Linked DNA regions of Pan troglodytes: region 1 is linked to region 2. A link is a contact called in public Hi-C data. All regions are on one chromosome and are shown on one strand. Each heading gives the region's core, a stretch centred on a gene start, on an enhancer-like site or on the middle of the called end of the contact. The rest is flanking DNA. Distances are from core to core; before and after follow the strand shown. Region 1 overlaps DIAPH1 (diaphanous related formin 1). Region 2 holds the start of PCDHB14 (protocadherin beta 14).

Evidence for each region. A called contact is a pair of places that touch in the nucleus more often than the background predicts.
Region 1: a Hi-C map of induced pluripotent stem cells shows a contact between it and region 2, with 2.5 times the contacts expected there. The contact joins the enhancer-like site here to the promoter of PCDHB14 in region 2. A contact is called at or near these places in 2 of 7 Hi-C or Micro-C datasets (both in induced pluripotent stem cells).

What each region holds. Positions count from the first base shown.
Region 1 is chr4:139,244,832-139,248,621 of NHGRI_mPanTro3-v2.0_pri, forward strand. It overlaps DIAPH1 (diaphanous related formin 1), which reads right to left. Exons shown (of 29, transcript XM_016953957.4): 25 at 2,932-3,095; 26 at 2,673-2,808; 27 at 778-864. Among named protein-coding and RNA genes, the nearest start is that of PCDHGC5, 36 kb to the left of the region's middle. Within about 2 kb of position 1,625, at least 11 of the 24 cell types and tissues checked have an H3K27ac peak or open chromatin away from gene starts, as enhancers often do. A contact at or near this core is called in induced pluripotent stem cells, where this site is marked.
Region 2 is chr4:138,944,780-138,948,636 of NHGRI_mPanTro3-v2.0_pri, forward strand. PCDHB14 (protocadherin beta 14) reads left to right here and starts at 1,743. Exons shown (of 1, transcript NM_001024131.2): 1 at 1,743-3,857. The coding sequence starts at 1,743.

The sequences.
Region 1 (3,790 bases), core at 375-2,874, 300 kb after region 2:
ACTTGCCTATACCTTCCTTTGAATTAGTCTCTTGGCCACTGTAAGCTTCCCTGAAAGGGAACTTATTCATTAATCTTTTCCCATACTAATGCCTGGATCACTTGTCCTAGCTCCATAATTCTTTTTAGAATCTCTAGCTCAATGTAATCCACTTAGATCTTCCAAAGGACATGAAAGGAGATTGCAGGGCAGTGATGGGGAAGGCAAGGGCAATAGAGGCTAACTGCACTCAAGGAAAAGGTAGTTTTCAGACACGGCATAATCCTTCAACTGAGATGCTCCTCTATATTTTTCTATCTGGGAATAATGATGCCTAAACCTGTCTACAAAATTTTATACTTTCTATTATTAGTTCTCTCTACGTATGTCTTCTACTTGTGAAGTCCAGGGTAAGGACTCTGACTTATTTTTTCTTTGAATTTCAATCTATACCTAATATACATTTTGTATTTAGATCAACTTTTGTTCATACACACAAATGCCAACTCAAATCCCTGGGTCCTGCAGCTCAGTTCCTTTGTTCCAAATATCTGCTTCAAGAGTGGGGAGAAATGCGGCATAATCCAATGTAACTGATTTATTGCCAGTCCCTTAAACCCCAGTTTTCTAAGTCGCTACTCTGTAACATGGGAAGAAGAGGACTAGATAATCCGTTCTGGATGCAGGGACTAAAAAGATGCTTAGAGCATCATTATTTGCTCTTTAGCCGCAGACTGGCAGGAGTAGAGAGCCCTCACCCCCTTCGACACCCAGGATGAGCTCCATGTGCTTACTTACCTTGACGGGGCCCTCTCTTCCGTCGGAATGCTGCCCCTGACTGCAGGGCTTCTAGAAGACTGTCCATCACACCTGTCTCATCGCCCTCTGTTATAAAGAACAAGATGGAGATGTGAACTCTTCAGCCAGAGCAGCATGGCAAATATCAAGCCCCACACAAAATGCATGGCTATTGCTTGATTTCCCCTCTCCCACAGCAGCTGGCAGCTAAGAAGAGGCAAAGAGAGCTCAGCCTTAAGTCTCACACGCTCATGTTTACTTGTATCTGCTCAAAAATGGTTAAAACAAAAGATCTCATTGCCTATTATCCAATGCAGACCTTGGGATATTTTCCCGCAATGCCATCCTCCCCACCCCAATCAGGACTAGCAACAAAATTATACAACTGCCCAACTCCAAGACCAGGATAAGTAGAGACTACGATTGTGAAATTACTAAGCAACTATATCACTCCCTTTTATCCTAAAGTGTTTTGCCTGGTTAGGTTTCAGAGCAGGGCTGAGGAAAGACCACTGATCAAAGAGTACACTTTCCTGAAGTACTGCCTCCAGTGGCTAAGTCTTCCTGAAGTCTAAGTCCTCTGCATCTAAGAGGAGCAGCCTGGCTGGAATACAAAGAGTTAATGTAGAATCCTTGTTCTAGCCTGGCTCGGTTTCCATGGCAACAGCTTAGGATAGTGAAATCTGAAACTGTGAAATCCGAAAAAGTCCATAGGCTGCCAGATCCAAGGCTGGGGCTCACTGCTCCCAGCGCCACCTGCTGGCTGAGCATCACCAGTGCAGCTGACCTACATTCCACCCTCATTTGCTTGACCCGGGTACTGGAAACTGGGCAAGGTCCATTACGCCACCTGTTGACCGTGTGCAGCCCTCATCCCACATGTCAGCGGGACTCCACCTTCCCCCACTGCATCCTAGCCAGTACCTGGGGACAAACCCTGGAGTCCCAGGGGAAGGTGAAGGATACTTGGTGTGGGCTTTAATAGCATTACGAAGTTGTGGCTTACAACTAAGGGCAAGGAAATTGCTTTACAGAAAAGTATAAAAAGTCCCTGGTAGCAAGAGGTATCAGAGCAGCCCTTGTGCCTGTGCTCTGTAAAATACTGATTCCTAACAAACTCAGCAGCTCTGTGAACACCTCTTCATTTGCAGAAGGCTTGTGGCCCCTCAGGTTCAGAGGAGGGTGGCATCAGCTCAGTGCTGTGTGAGCAGCGTATGCTGTATTGGCGCTGCCCACAGAGACAGCAGTGGGGGCGAAGGGGTAGGGAATCTGCAGCAAGAAAGAAGCAGAGACAGGAAACAGAGGGCCAGTAATTGAAACCATATGTTTCAACAAAGACATGCTTCTGGGAGTGAAACAGAGATTCTGCTGAAGAAAGAAGAGGGTGACCGGCTCCCCACCCGCTCCAAAAGTTCAATCCATTTAAAATCTAATTGTGCGTACAACTGGGCTAAGGTACTAGGGACATAGTACTTTGTGAAATAAGCAGAAAGGGAAGACACGCCACAATTAAAAGATGGGAGGAGCGTCAGGAAAATATTTTAGAGAAAAAAACCCGAAAGATTTAGTGGAGGGAATGAGAACAGGCCAGAGGAACCTTTGGACGGACAGAAGGAAAACAGTATATATCACAGCAATACCACAATCACAGAGGAATGAGAGAGAACGCAAGAGCGAGCAAAGGAGAGAAAAGGTAATAGTTTAACCAGGGCAAGTTGGAATGCGCATGTATCAGAATTGGGGTTAAAGTCCGGCATCAGGATCTCGGAGTGAAGACTGCCAAAAATCATTTGCCAGGAGGTGAGCTCAGACATGAGACTCTGCCTCTAGACTCTAGGCAGAGAAGTCTTCCCAACATTCCTATCTCAGCCCATCAACCCGTCTTCACTCCTCACCTGCATTCATGTCTATGAGTTGCTCTCTCTTCTGCTGCTTCTCTAGCCGCTCCTTCTCTGCCTTCTCCTTGGCTAGTTTTGCTCGCCTCATCTTTTCTTCTGTCTCCCGCCGCTTCTGGTTCTCCTTGACTGCTTGCTGGGGCAGGGAAGAGGAGGAAGGAACACATGGGCATTGTATACCTACTACCAGCCAACAGGAACCCAGGGGAAAGTGAGAAATGCCCACAAAAGATTCAGTCAGCAAGTATCCCTTGCTCACCAAAAACATATTCCGAAAATTGTGAAGATCCATGAAAAATTCTTCAACAGACAACTTCTTGGGGTCAAAGAGGAAGTACTCGCCCAGCTCCTTATAGAGGGTCTCCATGTTAGAATGCATCATCCGCAGCTTGTTATACTGTTCCTGTGCATCCTTCACAAAGCTGTGCAGCCAAGGAGTAAAGGACCAAGACCAAGACCAAGAAGCAGACCCACTTCTCTAGCCCAAGGAATTACTCAAAGATGAGTACTGGCATGCAAAGGGATGTTCAATACAGCACTGTTTATAACAGCAAAAACCAAAGCCATGTAGGTACCCCTAAATAGGGGAATAGTAAACTGTGAACTATGGTACACCTATAAAAAAAGAAGGTGGCAGTTTAAACTGTTGTTTGTTTGTTTGTTTGTTTGTTTTGTTTGTTTGAGACAGGGTTTTGTTCTATCGCCAGGCAGGAGTGCAGTGGCGCGATCTTGGCTCATTGCAACCTCCACCTCCTGGGTTCAAGCAATTCTCCTGCCTCAGCCTCCCAAGTAGCTGGAACTACAGGCGCGCACCATCACGCCCAGCTGATTTTTTTTGTATTTTTAGTAGAGATGGGGTTTCACCATGCTGACCAGGATGGTCTCCATCTCTTGACCTAAAAGGGGGTTTTCTATAAATACTATTATGGAAACATGGCCAAGACATATGTGCAAAACAGAATACAATGCAGTTTTTGTTTAAAATAAATGTATGAGGTGCAAATCAGAATAAAGTCCAGTGGCAGTGGTTACCTTTGGGGAGGGGAAGGAGAGGGAAGCATGTGTGAGCGTGTGTAGTGGAGACGGGGTACAGACAGGGGAGTTGGTGGGACTTTTAT
Region 2 (3,857 bases), core at 493-2,992:
TTCCACCCCAATCATGTTTTTTTTAGCATTCCCTGTCCTAGTGAATGACACCACTAGTCATCCAGTTGCCCAGTCCAGAGGTGTGATATCATTTCTGAGTCTTTCCCGTTTTTCTCCCCATGCAACCTATCAACCAACAGTTGAAAACATTTCATCTCCTCATACCTTTCTATTCATCCCTCTTCTCTCCATCCACACTGGCATTATCCTCATCCGATCATCATCTCTTATCTGATCTCCTTGATTCTCCAGTCATTCCCCCTGAAATTAATTCTCCATACTGCAGCCAAACTGATTTTTTAAAATGCAGATGTAATCATGTTAATCAGATATTTAAAACCCATCTTTGTACTTGAATTACCTTTAGGATAAATTCAAGAATGCATGATATGACCTGTATAATGATTCATGTTCTCACCATGCTTTTAACCCTAATTTCATTGTTAGACCCTCCCCTTCCATAGTTTTTAAAGTCCAAGGCATACTTCATTTCTCTGTGTTCCTCAAAATGCCCATCTGAAATATTCCTCCTTCTCCTGGCTAGTTCCTTCAGATCACAATGTATTGTTCATTAGCTCAGGAAAGCTTTCACTGATGTCCCAAGTCCGACTTCGATCTTAATTATTTTATTTTTGACAGACACTTAACCAGCACTTACAAACCACTTTGTAAATATTAACTCATTAGATGCCTACGATAATAATCATAGGAGACAAATATTATTATTACCCCATTTTACAGGTGAGGAAACAAAGTTATCTATAACTTGCCCAAGCTTATAGATAGTGAGTCACATAACCAGGATTCTAATATTGATAATTTGGTTCCAGATCCCATATTCCTAAGCACTAAGGTATGCAGCCTCCTAGGTACAAGAGGTCTTTTCTAGGTATTTCTATATTACTTTTTATAAATGCATACATTATGACATACTTCATTTACTTGTCTGCCAATTTTTCTAGCTTGTGAGCTCCGTAAGAGCAAGAATTGTCTCTAACTTATTTGTGCCATGTCCTTCTTTATATTTTTAAAATATAAAAGTGAAAAAAGTAATGACATTACCAACTATAGCTGACAACAAGTATTTACAAGAGTGGAGAGAATATATTTGTAATTACTCGAGAAATGACTTAAATAAAAAATTATTTCTTCAGTTCAGAATATTTTAACAGATCCTTTAGTGCCGAGCATTCAAAACAGTGATAATGCAGTGTGTGGACTTTTCTGGATTCAAATTCAAACAAACCAACAGCAAAGGACATTTTGGAGAGAACTGGGAAAACCAAATGCAGTATAAATTACACCGAGGAATTATTGCTCAAGTTGTTGATTGTGAAAGTTATATTACAATTATCTTTTAGAAGGCCTTACCTATTAAAAATACTTAGTGAAGTATTTAAAGGTAAAAAAAAATGTCTGGGATTTGTTTCGAATGTTCCGGATGTATTTATGAATTACTTTTTCAAAGAGGAAAACTTTTTTAATGAAAAAAAAAAACATGGAGACACATGGTGGCGCTACAGGATAAGACGAAAACGGTACATAGGCTGGCACGGTGAGCTTCGCTATTCAGGAGAACAGAAAGCATCCAACCCACTGAAAAGACAGGCATTAAAGGAGCTTCGCCTACAGAGCTGCTGGAGGATACACTCTCCAGGGGGTTCCTGTTAAAAACCAGAGCTTCAGCTTCCGAAATTACGGCTGAGCTTCAATTTTTCCACAAGAGATTGCCTAAAGGAACCATGGAGATCAGAGGGGCACTCGATCTGCGAAAAAGGCAAGTTCTAATATTCCTTGTTTTGCTGGGATTGTCTCGGGCAGGTACTGAATCTGCACACTATTCTGTGGCAGAGGAAACAGAAATTGGCTCTTTTGTGGCTAATCTAGCGAGGGACCTAGGGCTGGGGGTGGAGGAGCTGTCTTCACGTGAAGCCCGGGTAGTGTCTGATGATAATAAAAAGTATTTGCACCTTGATTTGCTGACTGGGAATTTGCTCCTAAATGAGAAACTAGACCGAGACGAGCTGTGTGGCTCCACCGAGCCCTGTGTGCTGCATTTTCAGGTGGTTTTGGAAAACCCTTTACAGTTTTTTCGGGTTGAGCTGCGTGTCAAAGACATAAATGATCACTCCCCTACATTCCTAGACAAGGAAATACTTATTAAAATATCAGAAGGTACCACTGTTGGAGCTACATTTCTAATGGAGAGTGCTCAAGATTTGGATGTCGGAAGCAACAGTCTCCAAAACTACACAATTAGCCCCAATTCTCACTTCTACATTAAAATTCCAGACAGTAGTGACAGAAAGATATACCCAGAGCTGGTCCTAGATAGAGCTTTAGATTATGAACAGGAAGCTGAACTCAGATTAACACTCACAGCAGTGGATGGTGGATCCCCGCCCAAGTCTGGGACAACTTTGGTTCTCATCAAGGTGTTGGACATCAATGATAATGCTCCTGAGTTTCCTCAGAGTCTCTATGAGGTGCAAGTCCCTGAGGACAGACCCCTTGGCTCCTGGATTGCCACCATCTCAGCTAAGGATCTGGATGCAGGAAACTATGGAAAAATATCTTACACATTTTTCCATGCATCGGAAGATATTCGTAAAACATTTGAAATTAATCCAATATCTGGGGAAGTTAATTTGAGATCACCCCTGGATTTTGAAGTAATACAGTCCTACACTATAAATATTCAGGCAACAGATGGTGGGGGTCTTTCAGGAAAATGCACCCTTCTAGTTAAAGTTATGGATATAAACGACAACCCACCAGAAGTGACCATATCGTCGATTACAAAGAGAATTCCAGAGAATGCCTCAGAGACCCTAGTAGCTCTTTTTAGTATCCTAGACCAAGACTCTGGAGACAATGGGAGGATGATTTGCTCTATTCAAGATAACCTCCCTTTTTTCCTGAAACCGACCTTCAAGAACTTTTTCACTCTAGTTTCTGAAAAAGCACTGGACAGAGAGAGCCAAGCCGAGTACAACATCACGATCACCGTCACAGACTTGGGGACACCCAGGCTGAAAACCGAGTACAACATAACCGTGCTGGTCTCTGACGTCAATGACAACGCCCCCGCCTTCACCCAAACCTCCTACACCCTGTTCCTCCGCGAGAACAACAGCCCCGCCCTGCACATCGGCAGCGTCAGCGCCACAGACAGAGACTCAGGCACCAACGCTCAGGTCACCTACTCGCTGCTGCCGCCCCAGGACCCGCAACTGCCCCTCGCCTCCTTGGTCTCCATCAACGCGGACAACGGCCACCTGTTCGCCCTCAGGTCGCTGGACTACGAGGCCCTACAGGAGTTCGAGTTTCGCGTGGGCGCCACAGACCGCGGCTCCCCGGCGCTGAGCAGCGAGGCGCTGGTGCGCGTGCTGGTGCTGGACGCCAACGACAACTCGCCCTTCGTGCTGTACCCGCTGCAGAACGGCTCTGCACCCTGCACCGAGCTGGTGCCCCGGGCGGCCGAGCCGGGCTACCTGGTGACCAAGGTGGTGGCGGTGGACGGCGACTCGGGCCAGAACGCCTGGCTGTCGTACCAGCTGCTCAAGGCCACGGAGCCCGGGCTATTCGGCGTGTGGGCGCACAATGGCGAGGTGCGCACCGCCAGGCTGCTGAGCGAGCGCGACGCGGCCAAGCACAGGCTGGTGGTGCTGGTGAAGGACAATGGCGAGCCTCCGCGCTCGGCCACCGCCACGCTGCACGTGCTCCTGGTGGACGGCTTCTCCCAGCCCTACCTGCCGCTGCCGGAGGCGGCCCCGGCCCAGGCCCAGGCCGACTCCCTCACCGTCTACCTGGTGGTGGCATTGGCCTCGGTGTCGTCGCTCTTCCTCTTCTCGGTG